3 separate regions of the Mus musculus genome follow, and regions 1 and 3 are each linked to region 2. The links are chromatin contacts, called in public Hi-C and Micro-C maps. All regions are on one chromosome and are shown on one strand. The core of a region is the stretch at or near the end of the contact, and the rest is flanking DNA. Distances in the headings are between cores, read along the strand shown. Region 1 has its middle 27 kb from the start of Mepe. Region 2 holds the start of Zfp33b (zinc finger protein 33B). Region 3 holds the start of Spp1 (secreted phosphoprotein 1).

Region 1 (3,409 bases), core at 273-2,772, 220 kb before region 2:
AGAGAGTATAGAGGAACGATGCTATGCTTTGCCCCCTTGGGCTTGCTGGGCTGCTTCACTTATACAACCTAGGACTACTTCCAAAGGATAGCACCAGCCGCTGTGGCCTAGGCCCTCCTCCATCAATGAACAACCAATAAAATGCCCCCAAGACATGCTTCTAGGCCAATCTAATGGAGCCAGTTTCTCAGTTGAGGTTTTTCTTTCCTGTTATGTCAAGTTTACAACCAAGAGCAGCCATCACAGGTCTATGGAGGTGTTTCTGAAAGAGGAGAGAATTCAAATGAGCAAGCTAAATAAAATCATTAGGGTAATCCAATACACTGAATGTCAATGTGTGTGTGTGTGTGTGTGTGTGTGTGTGTGTGTGTGTGTGTGTGAGTCTATTTCCCCAGGAATGTGAAAGAAGGGGGCACTTTCTATCTGAATTGTCCAGCTATGCTCTAGGACATGAGTTCTCTGGCCTTCAGACTCAGGCTTTCACACTGCAGCCTCCCAGTTTGTAGGTCTTCAGAACTGAACTGAATCACACCACCAGCATACAGTCAGTGTACCATGGCATTTCTCAGCTCCCATAAATTAAGTGACTAGTTCCCATAAGGAGCCTCCTCTTCCATATGTACATATTTTGTACTGGTTGTATTCTCCTGGCAACTTCTGACTAACACAGGCATGCTGCTATTCATGGAATGAAAACCGTGGAAACCCACAAAGAAACAGGACCTACTGCATAATGAGTGCCTCCTAGTACAAGCAACACAAGCTTTCCTGTTCAAATGACTGGGGGATGCCCTATACTATCTACCACTCCATCCTGTGCTCTGCATATCACACCTGCAGGAGCACATGGCCCAGGGCATCCATCATGTCTCTATACAAATCAACAGCTCAAAATGACTATAAGAACTTCAAGTTGATGTGTTGGTGCATAGTTCACTGGAAGAGCACTTTTGCTAACGTGAATAAGACCGTAAGTTTTAGATATTCTCTCTCTCTCTCTCTCTCTCTCTCTCTCTATATATATATATATATATATATATATGTGTGTGTGTGTGTGTGTGTGTGTGTGTGTGTGTGTGTAAAACATATGGAATATATGTATATATATAAACATGGAATATATATGGAATACATATGTATTTATAAAGCATAAAGCTTTTACATATATATATACATATGCATATATATGTGTATATATATATGTATATATTCCAATTTCTTTTTAAATTAAAGCACTTCATGTGTGGGCCTGTTTTGAGCCCTCAGACTTCGGAAGCCAGCCCTGCACACACACAGGCACACACAGGCACACACAGGCACACACAGGCACACACAGGACCAGCCTCACTGCTCTTCCTCCTCTCTGCAATAGAAACTTACTTTTCTGTTATTTGTTTCCGTTTTTACAAAAGGATAAGAGACTGTTGAACAGAATGTCCTTTTTAAGCCAACAAAGCAGTGTGTCCACAGTGGGTCAGAGGCAGAGCAAGACTCAGGGGCGGGATAGAGCCTCTTCCGGGCTGGAGAAGCAGACCAGGAAGTCCCGGAAATGTCAGCCTGTTTCCCCCTCAAATTCAAACAGAACAGAATATTCCTTCTGTGGGTGGGTTTCAGCAAACACTGTAAAGGCCACTGTATACAAACCTTTCCAGAAGCAACGAGTAAAAGCAATACCAACTCCTACCCCTCTGTCTCACCTCATTTCCCTTGCTTCCTGTGGCTGCCCCGTCCTATTCAACAGACACTCACAAAAATATCGGTTATTAGACAACCTGTGGTTAATTTATATTTTTAGCATGTGCTGCTTGGGCACTGTGTGGTGATTTAAAGGGGCATACTAGCTCTGACAGAGTTTCTCAAATTCCCAGAAGCAACTTCAAAATAACGGTCATTTCTCCCTGGCTAGAAATCAGTTCATGTGTTTATGTCTTGCTACAACAGCGCTAGGAACACAACTAGTTGGTCATGCAGAACTTAACTATGCACCAAAATGATCAAATGGGGAAACACGGTGGAGGAACTGTGCAAACGCCCCCTTTTTCAGAGGCAACGTTGGGTTTAGTTTTAAGTTTTAATCTGGATGCTTTCTCATCTCCCTCCCCCCCCCCCTTACCCCCCAACCCCCACCTCCACCCCGGCCATAGTACAGGGCCTTTGCAATGCTGCTCAAATCTGCCTCTGGCCTGTGGTCAGAGTATCACAGCAACATCACCCTATTTCTAGTCCATTAGTACAACCAAAAATTCTTAGATCATACTCTCTGAAAAGCTTGTATGACATTCTTGAGAGTTCCCAAAGGAAAGCAACCTTTGCTGTCATTGATACTTAGAAGTACTTAGAAGTCAGAGAAAAGCAAGGTGTCATGAAACCATTTACAACAACCATTTGTATTTAACATCCATAAAAGTCTCCTGACAGTAACTCCCTCAGCAGTGTCCATACCATGGCAACCTTGGTTTGACCATGGAGATCTAATCCAGTGGAAATTTGGAATGACCCCGAGGAACAGGCACTTAGATAAATGAGCTGGAATTTCTATGAAACTTCTTATAAAAAGGGAAAGCAAAGAGACAAACTCAGAAATGAAGAGGTCTGACAGTAGAGCTCAGGTTTTTTCCCAAAGCGAGGCTGAGGTGAAAGGTTTTCCAGTCATGCTGAAAATAGAATTTGCTGACAAAGTTATGATCACATTGGAACTACAGCGGGGTTGTGAAAGAAATTTACAGAAAGCATTATTTATTTTTAACTGGAGTATTTCCAAACTACCTCTGGGAAGTGCCTGCCTGTTCTAGATGGTTATTTCACGCCTTCATCTGCCTGCTACCCCCCTCCCACCTCCCCACTCATTTACTAACACCCAGAGGTCACTTAGCAAGCATAAGAACACTCGATGATGTTTAAAACTTTTAGCTAAGTTCTTATTCTGTAACTTAGAAAACTGATGGCAGTGAGATATGTATTTATGGTTGACAAGGTGTCCCTTATTAATTAAAATGGGACATTTGTTCTCTTTTTAAATTTGTTTTTAAAAATTAAGTTACTTATTCACTTCATATCCCAATATCAGCCCTCCTCTCCTCGCAGTACCGCCTCATGCAGATCCTCACCCAATTTCCCCTCCCCTTCTCCTCTGAAAAGAGGGAGGCCCCCTCTGGATATCACCCCTACACACACACACACACACACACACACACACACCACATCAAACCACTGCAGGACTAGGTTCACCCTCTCCCACGGAGTCTAGACAAGGTGGGCCAGTTAGGGGAACGAGATCCACAGGCAGACAACAGAGCCCCGGATATCCCCTGCCCCAGTTGTTAGGAGACCTGAATGAAGACCAAGGTACACATCTGCTACATACATGCAGTGGCCTAGGTCCAGGCTATGGTTGCTCTTTGGTTGGTGG
Region 2 (3,728 bases), core at 307-2,806:
CTGAATTAACTTTGACATTACCTTTGAGTGTGTTGTCTTACAGATGTGCTGGTGAAGATTTCTTGGAGACCCAGGGTTTCCATCTGTCATCTTGGGGCTCCATGTCTCATCATGGGGTTTGTGAGAGAATCACCTGTCTTTAGCTTGTATAATGATTATCCTCTTAGCAATTAATTATGTACAATTGCTACCTCTTCAGAAAAGGATTCATTGTGTTTTTTCATATTTAAATTTCTACTTAGTTTAAATTATCCTGACAAGAAACAGAAACCATCTTCTTTTTTTCTATTTCTTTAATTTGTATTTTGTTTTGTCATGTAAATTCAGCAAATAAACCTGCGACTGACATGTACAGTCGTAAGAATTTTCTAAAATTATTTAAAGAGTTGTGATTCCACAGTATCTTCTGAGCATTTATATTCATACCCACAGATGCTTTCTTGGTACCAGTGAGCATGGGTGAAGGGAATTAAAGAAGCTTGCAGCAGTGTTTAGAGACCTTGCACTGTCTTTCTTGTCTACTCCAGAAGTCTGTGTCTTTGACTCTCTGTCACGTCATGTCCAACCCACAATGGCAGGTAAGGTCAGCAGGGAGTTGTCCAGGGGACAGGAAACAATGGTAGTGTCTTTGGATATGTCTTTTGAAATGGACTTTAGTAGTTTGTTTGTTTTCTACTTTCAATTATCTCTTCCTGTTTTAATTATGGCTTTACTGCTGTGAACAGTTACCATGACAAAGACAACTCTTAAAAGGACGACGTTTAATTGGGGCTCGATTACAATTCAGAAGTTCAAGGTGCATGGCAGAGCCTAGGCTGGCATGGGGCCAGAGGAGCTGGGAGTTCTACATCTTGTTACAAAGACTGCCAGGAGAAGACTGGCGTCTAGGCAGCTAGGACAAGGATCTTAAAGCACTGTCATTCATGGAACAGAAAAGCTTCATGTCATCCTCATATAATACAGAGCTTCACCATGGGAAGGCAGCAAGAAATTAACAGCGGCCGTGAAATATATTTATTGTCAACTGAGACTCAAAAAGAATAGATTTGAGGTTGTAAACAGGCTTTAAAATTTACTCTTCACGAAGCTAAAATATTGTAAACACAATATGGCTACATAATTTAAAATCATATCACACAGATATGTGCCCCCAAGGGCCCTGATTCAGTTCGTGGCTCTTCTGGGACTCTCAGCTATGCCTGGATGTTCAAGAGTCAGAACCTCCCCCCACCCTCCACCCCAGAACTGGGACACGTCACAGACCAGGAACTCCCTAACCAGCTCTAGCCTCGGCCTCATCAAAGACTGCATTTCCCATCCCTGAGCAGACTCTTGGCTTCCCCTGAAGCCCAGCACCAGCCAGGCTGCAGAAAAGAAAAAATAGTCTAGATATTTATTCCCCGGTACGGAGCCCAAACAGGCTGTGCCCAACGGAAGTGAATAAATGGACTGACAGATTCACTGTCCAATCAGAGTCTCCATACGCGCCTGCCAGTCAGAAAAGGAGGAGGGTTCTTCCGGAAATCACATTGCAGGTTCTGCGAGAGTTTACGTGATTTTGTGTGTTGTTTTTTCACCTCAACTGCCGAGTACTGAGGGAAGCTCAGGAAGCTCTGAAGATACAGCATGGCCAGCACATCCTCACTCTCCACAAAGGTGAGGAGCGGGAGCCGCTGTGGTGGGTCCTGCTCGGGGCTGGGCGGGAACCAGCAGCTTGATGCAGCCGCGTGTGAGGTCCCTGTTAGTGTAAGCCATTCCTGGACCCAGCGGTGGCATCTGAATAACTTCCCTCTCTGGGCTGAATCTGCACAAAGCATTTGGAACAGGGTCTTGTGTATAGAAACATCCTTGATAGGATGCCAGTGGCAGGCAGGCTTGGTTCCTCTAGTAGAGTCTACAAGCTCTTCTCCTCTATCATTTTTTGTTGTGATTCATTTGGAGTTAATTTTGTCTAGTTGTAAAAGGCATCCATCTGTTGGGTGACTGAGAGCACGTTCTTTCAATATGCCTCTGTTTTTAAAGAAACAAGAAATAGATGCAATGTTAATTTTTGTACAGCTGCCCCATTAGTCTTTTAGAAAAATGTTTCTGAGACAAGCTATGTTGTCACGTGCATCCCAGTCTCATGCTCCCCAGGGCAATGACCCTGCTTTCCTTTTTATTAGACTTTCTAAGTTCGAATGTTAAATGTATGTACAAGAGCGTTTTTAAAATTACTCATTTAAGTCCTGTGATTAACTGTCCTTTGCAGTGAAAGGAAAAGTGCATTCCTGTGGAACATGTATTCTGCCTTCAGACTAGAACAGGAGGAATGGTTTACTGTGTACACAGTAGGGTGAAACAGTGTAGACCAGAGCTAGCTCACAGACTAAAGTTTAAGGAGTCATCTGCAGGAGTCACCATTGGGAAGGAGGACCTGATGGGGCAAAGTGAGTGATTGTTTTAAATTCCTCAGCATTTATTAATTCATGCATGTTTATAGAAATTGTATAGATTGGTGGGTATACAAGTTGGGGATGTTCTGTGGGATCAAACTTTGTTGATGTAATTATGTCAGCTGAGAAGCTGTGTGTGTGTCAGGTTATAGATCAGCAGCTAATATTACACATAAGGACAAGATCATACATCATCTTATTGATGGCATTTCCTTAGCAGGAAATTGCTTGTTTTTCTTGAAAGTCACTATTGTTAGCATTTGTCCCTTGTTTTATTACCACCAGCCACAATGCATGTTTCATGTAAATTAAGTCCAGGGTTCAAAAGTAGATTTGAGTTTCAGAGGTTTTTCATGTGTTCATGGTGCTTGGTAGGAAGCAGACACTAAATTGCTCTTCCAAGTTGTTTTCTTTGTGGGTTTCAGAGGTCATGGATTTCCCAAAGAGGCATGAGAGACTGCAGAGCCATAGCCACCATTCTGATCTTCTCCACCCAGAGAGATCTGTAGAGCATGGGGCCTCACTGTTTGAATGATGAGTAGTAGATTGACGGTGAGAAATATAACAGTTAAAGCCACTTTGAGTTATTTTTGTGGGAGTTTGTGGGGTTTTTTAGTTTAGTTTAGTTTTGTTTTTTAAGTTTCAATACACATGTGCTCATAGGTAACATTGTTCAAGTTCACATTTAAGGGACTATACCCTTATAAAGGATCCCTACAACCAATGCCCTATTGGTCATAAAACAGCACAGAACGACAGCTTAAGCAATGTCCTGTTGACTCTTTCTCCTTTCTGATTTTAATCTCTTACAACATTGCCATTTGTCAGATTGGTGTGAGAGCTTCAGCCATCTTGTGTACAGTACAGGTTGAAATTGAAAATGTGGGAGGGAAAGCACAGAATCTAGCATCAGCATTCAAGTTCAAAGTGTTTTTATAATGTCTTGTAGTTGGTGTTTGGGGAAGCAAAAGTGAGTGCCAGCTTTTACACCAGAGTGGCCAGATTGATGAGAAGCAAATAGCTAGTACAGCAGACTGTAAGAATCCAGAAAGTTGTTCTATTTGGATGCAAGGAGAACTTTCTGCCCATGAGTCACAGTGGATCAAAAAGTTAAAATGAGGTTAAGAAATAGACTGAATTGCTTTTGTTTGAATTTAAATAATGGCAATAAATGATCATTGAGCAAAAATGTAATACTTTAGACAAGTGACCCATTTCAATTCTTCAGAGTAAATAACCAGGCTTATGTCGTCACACATTTTTGATTAGGAGAATATGTTTATAAATGTTTAA
Region 3 (3,613 bases), core at 341-2,840, 140 kb before region 2:
CATCTATCAAGAGATAACCCAAATGCTCAAAACAGTTTTGTGCTACTTACTCTAACTCTGTAGAAGATTACTTAACCTATATTCATATTAAAAGCAGGGTTTGGCAAGTAGCACTAATATCTAATACAACAAAGGTTTGACTTAACTTTAATCTCAATTTCTGCATGCCTCTTACATTGGAGATGTAAGGTAATAAGCCTGTGTTCTCCATTTCGGGAAAAGAAAGGAAGTAACTGCAGGGCAGTATTAAATATTTAAAGAAGTCTGCTTCACCTATAATTTTATCTCATTTGAATACCTCTTAACTATTCAGTAACGTTTTGTTAATACAAATTTTAAAATCTTTTTAAGTAGCCAACCTTATATATTCCAGGAAATAAAACTCAAAAAAGATAATTCAGAAATATAAGCTGTGTCTTTAAAAAAATATTCAGAGAACCCTTTAACGTGTACAGCTTAAAGATCAATTCAAAGGCATTACAAATTTCAGCTCCTTGCCTCTGCTGAAGATTTCTGTAATAGTTAAAATATACACGTTCTTTAACATGTGGGGGAAGGAGCATTGCAAAATGTGAAGTGCTATCAACTGCACTTACACTAATCCATTGTCCTGTAGATAGACTAAGTGACTTGCCCAAGGTCACACCTGGCACTGCTTACAGAAGGACTGAAAGGCAGTCTGGCTCCTGCAGCTTCCCCACCCAGCAAGCATTCCAGTCTCACAAACTGCTTGCTTAGGCGGGCTCTATCTGGAGTAACCACCTCTTCTGCTCTATATGGCCATTATAGTTTAGATAGCATCAGAACCATCACTCCCAGCTGCTCCAACAGAGCAACAAGGTTCACGAGGTTCACGTCTCTAAAGGTCAGTGGAGGCAGGAGAGGAATTCAGGGTCACTGTGTGGTTTGCACAAAGAGCAAGCGGCTGCATAGCTCAAGTGTCAAAACTGAGTTGTTACTTTGTTTCGTTTTGTTGTGAGGTTTTGTTTCTTTTGTGAGAGGGTCTCACTTTCTGTTGCCCCAACTGACCTGGAACACAGTATGGAGCCGAGGCTAGCCTCAAATTCATGGTGATCTTCCGGAGTACAAAACAGAGCCACTGTGGCCCGGCCAACCTAAGCTACCGAATACAAAGGCAAAAGGGAGGGTCTGAAAGTTCTGCCGAGACAGCAGTTTTCTAGATTTAAGTAAGTCTGAGAGAATCAAATTGTGTATCCATGTGGCCTTTATCTGTAACTTAGATAGGAGAATCCATACCTTTCATCCCCATTGATGTTTTTCTACTAATTCAGTAACTATAAACAAAGTCTCTGTGAGGGTGATCTACTCTTCCTTTCCTTATGGATCCCTGATGCTCTTCCGGGATTCTAAATGCAGTCTATAAATGAAAAGGGTAGTTAATGACATCGTTCATCAGTAATGCTTTGTGTGTGTTTCCTTTTCTTCCTTTTTTTTTTTTTTAACCACAAAACCAGAGGAGGAAGTGTAGGAGCAGGTGGGCCGGGTAGTGGCAAAAACCTCATGACACATCACTCCACCTCCTGATTGGTGGAGACTGTCTGGACCAGCATTTAAATTCTGGGAGGTCTGAGCCACCAGCAGCTCACACTGAAGAAGCATCCTTGCTTGGGTTTGCAGTCTTCTGCGGCAGGCATTCTCGGAGGAAACCAGCCAAGGTAAGCCTGCAGTGGCCCATGAGGCTGCAGTTCTCCTGGCTGAATTCTGAGGGTGAGTCCAGAGAACATTCTTTCAACAGTCGTATTTGTTAGTCAGACTCGTGCTGTTCTGGTCTTTTTGAATAAGCTGGTCAGGTACATTGCAGGTTTCCCGGTATTTTCAAAGCCAGTTGGATGTAGAAGTTAAAATAAATCTAGTTGGTCCTCTAAAGGAGAGAGAGAGATCTGCTAGTAATCTCTCTCTCTCTTTCTCTCTTTCTCTCCCTCTCTCTCTTCCTCTCTCTCCCTCTCTCCCTCCTCTCTCTCTCCCTCCTCTCTCTTCCTCTCTCTCTCCCTCCTCTCTCTCTCTCTCCCTCTCTCCCTCTCTCCCTCTCTCTCCTGTCACACACACATTGTAAAGTTCTATGTATCTTTGGAACAAATGTCTGCATCATTTTAAAGTGGCTGGATGACTGTGGAGACCAGTAAAGGAGGATCCTCTATATTAATATAAACCAGATACAGTTATTTTTAGAAAACTGTCTCACTTCAAAAGAGAACCTTCCTTAATTTCTCGCTTCTGCACTTGGCTTTTACAGTTTTCACTAAGGTCCCTGTGTGATAACACAGACTCATCAACATGCACAGAAAAGCTGTTGCCTGCTCTCAGTGTTTTATTTTTATTATTATTATTATTGTTGTTGTTATTATTATTATTATTAGTCCAAATAGAACATCTTACTCAAATTCAAAGATATCTTTGTTTCTTTCAGCTTTGTATAATGTAAGTTAAAATCACATTTGAAATGCAAATGGAAAAAGCAATTTTCTTTTATCATTCTATTTTCTCTTTTTCTTCCTTGCAGAAAGTACTCTCATGGTAGTTCGTTGCTTTAATTACTCGATTACTGTGAAACAAATCTTGGTGTGGAGCTCTAGAGACATCAGATAGTGGGGGCATAAGCTCTGAGACTCCAGACGTAAAGTTTGGATGAATAGAGTTGTGAAATTGCCCTTTTCCTTGCTAAGGATGAGAGGTGGAGAGGTAGAAAAGGCACACAAATATTGACTCACTGAAATTTTCTCTGAGATGTAGAAAGATTCCATAAATTATTGGTGACTTGGTGGTGATCTAGTGGTGCCAAGAGTGTGTTTGAACCTGACAAGACATCAACTGTGCCTCATAAAATATGTTGCAGGACTAACTACGACCATGAGATTGGCAGTGATTTGCTTTTGCCTGTTTGGCATTGCCTCCTCCCTCCCGGTGAGTACAGCTGAATCTTAGAGAGAATTCTTGAAAACAAATGAATTTTAGCTTTAGCACACTCACACGCATTTCCTTGTCACTTTTCTGTTTTAAAGGTGAAAGTGACTGATTCTGGCAGCTCAGAGGAGAAGGTAAGCACCTCCGGGTTGATCATTTAACTGAAGAATGTTCGCCAGCGTCGCAAAGGTTGCTAGGAACAGCAATTTTTTGTTGCCATTTTATTCATCTATATAATTAGACCTGAGTATTTCAAAGTACTTACTATGTATTTTAGACAGAGACAGTACCAAATCGGCCATTGTTTTTAATAAACAGATTCTCTTATAATTAGATTTTTAATATAATAAAAGCATGTTCTAGACAATTGCTACTTACATAAAGCAGGTCACAGGACCTTGAGTGACTGGTTCTTTCCTGAGTCAGCATGCTTGGAAAATCCTGCAGGCTGACTTTAGAAGGTCACTCAGATGTCAGCTGGAGCTGATCATATGACTATGATATTTACAATACCATCCAAGTCCATCTTGAAAAGAAAAGTCCATTTGTGCTGTTTGGATCTATTAGCTGACTTTAGATCACATTTTCCTAAATGAGAATGAAAACCAAACCAGTACCTTTACATGTTTCAACATAAGACCAGCAGCATTGGCATACCTGTGCCTCCACATAGGTAAGAATATGCTGGTGT

What was found. A called contact is a pair of places that touch in the nucleus more often than the background predicts.
Region 1: a contact with region 2 is called in a Hi-C map of pre-B cells, with 2.0 times the contacts expected there. The contact joins the enhancer-like site here to the promoter of Zfp33b in region 2. A contact is called at or near these places in 1 of 39 promoter capture datasets (embryonic stem cells), 5 of 484 Hi-C or Micro-C datasets (adipose-derived mesenchymal stem cells, embryonic stem cells and pre-B cells), 2 of 115 datasets of contacts at active chromatin or transcription factors (embryonic stem cells and epiblast stem cells) and 2 of 9 other capture datasets (embryonic stem cells and macrophages).
Region 3: a Micro-C map of embryonic stem cells shows a contact between it and region 2, with 4 times the contacts expected there. The contact joins the promoter of Spp1 here to the promoter of Zfp33b in region 2. A contact is called at or near these places in 1 of 39 promoter capture datasets (liver), 1 of 484 Hi-C or Micro-C datasets (embryonic stem cells), 2 of 115 datasets of contacts at active chromatin or transcription factors (both in embryonic stem cells) and 1 of 9 other capture datasets (pancreatic islet).

What each region holds. Positions count from the first base shown.
Region 1 is chr5:104,350,564-104,353,972 of GRCm38.p6, forward strand. No RefSeq gene overlaps it. Among named protein-coding and RNA genes, the nearest start is that of Mepe, 27 kb to the left of the region's middle. Within about 2 kb of position 1,523, at least 24 of the 459 cell types and tissues checked have an H3K27ac peak or open chromatin away from gene starts, as enhancers often do. A contact at or near this core is called in pre-B cells, where this site is marked.
Region 2 is chr5:104,570,116-104,573,843 of GRCm38.p6, forward strand. Zfp33b (zinc finger protein 33B) reads left to right here and starts at 1,557. Exons shown (of 3, transcript NM_001346671.1): 1 at 1,557-1,656. The coding sequence starts at 1,627.
Region 3 is chr5:104,433,521-104,437,133 of GRCm38.p6, forward strand. It overlaps Spp1 (secreted phosphoprotein 1), which reads left to right and starts at 1,591. Exons shown (of 7, transcript NM_009263.3): 1 at 1,591-1,676; 2 at 2,855-2,922; 3 at 3,021-3,056. The coding sequence starts at 2,869. RefSeq lists promoters at 1-1,613, 156-1,636, 687-1,677, a cis regulatory region at 193-207 and enhancers at 857-884, 889-897, 1,515-1,561, 2,373-2,692, 2,442-2,478.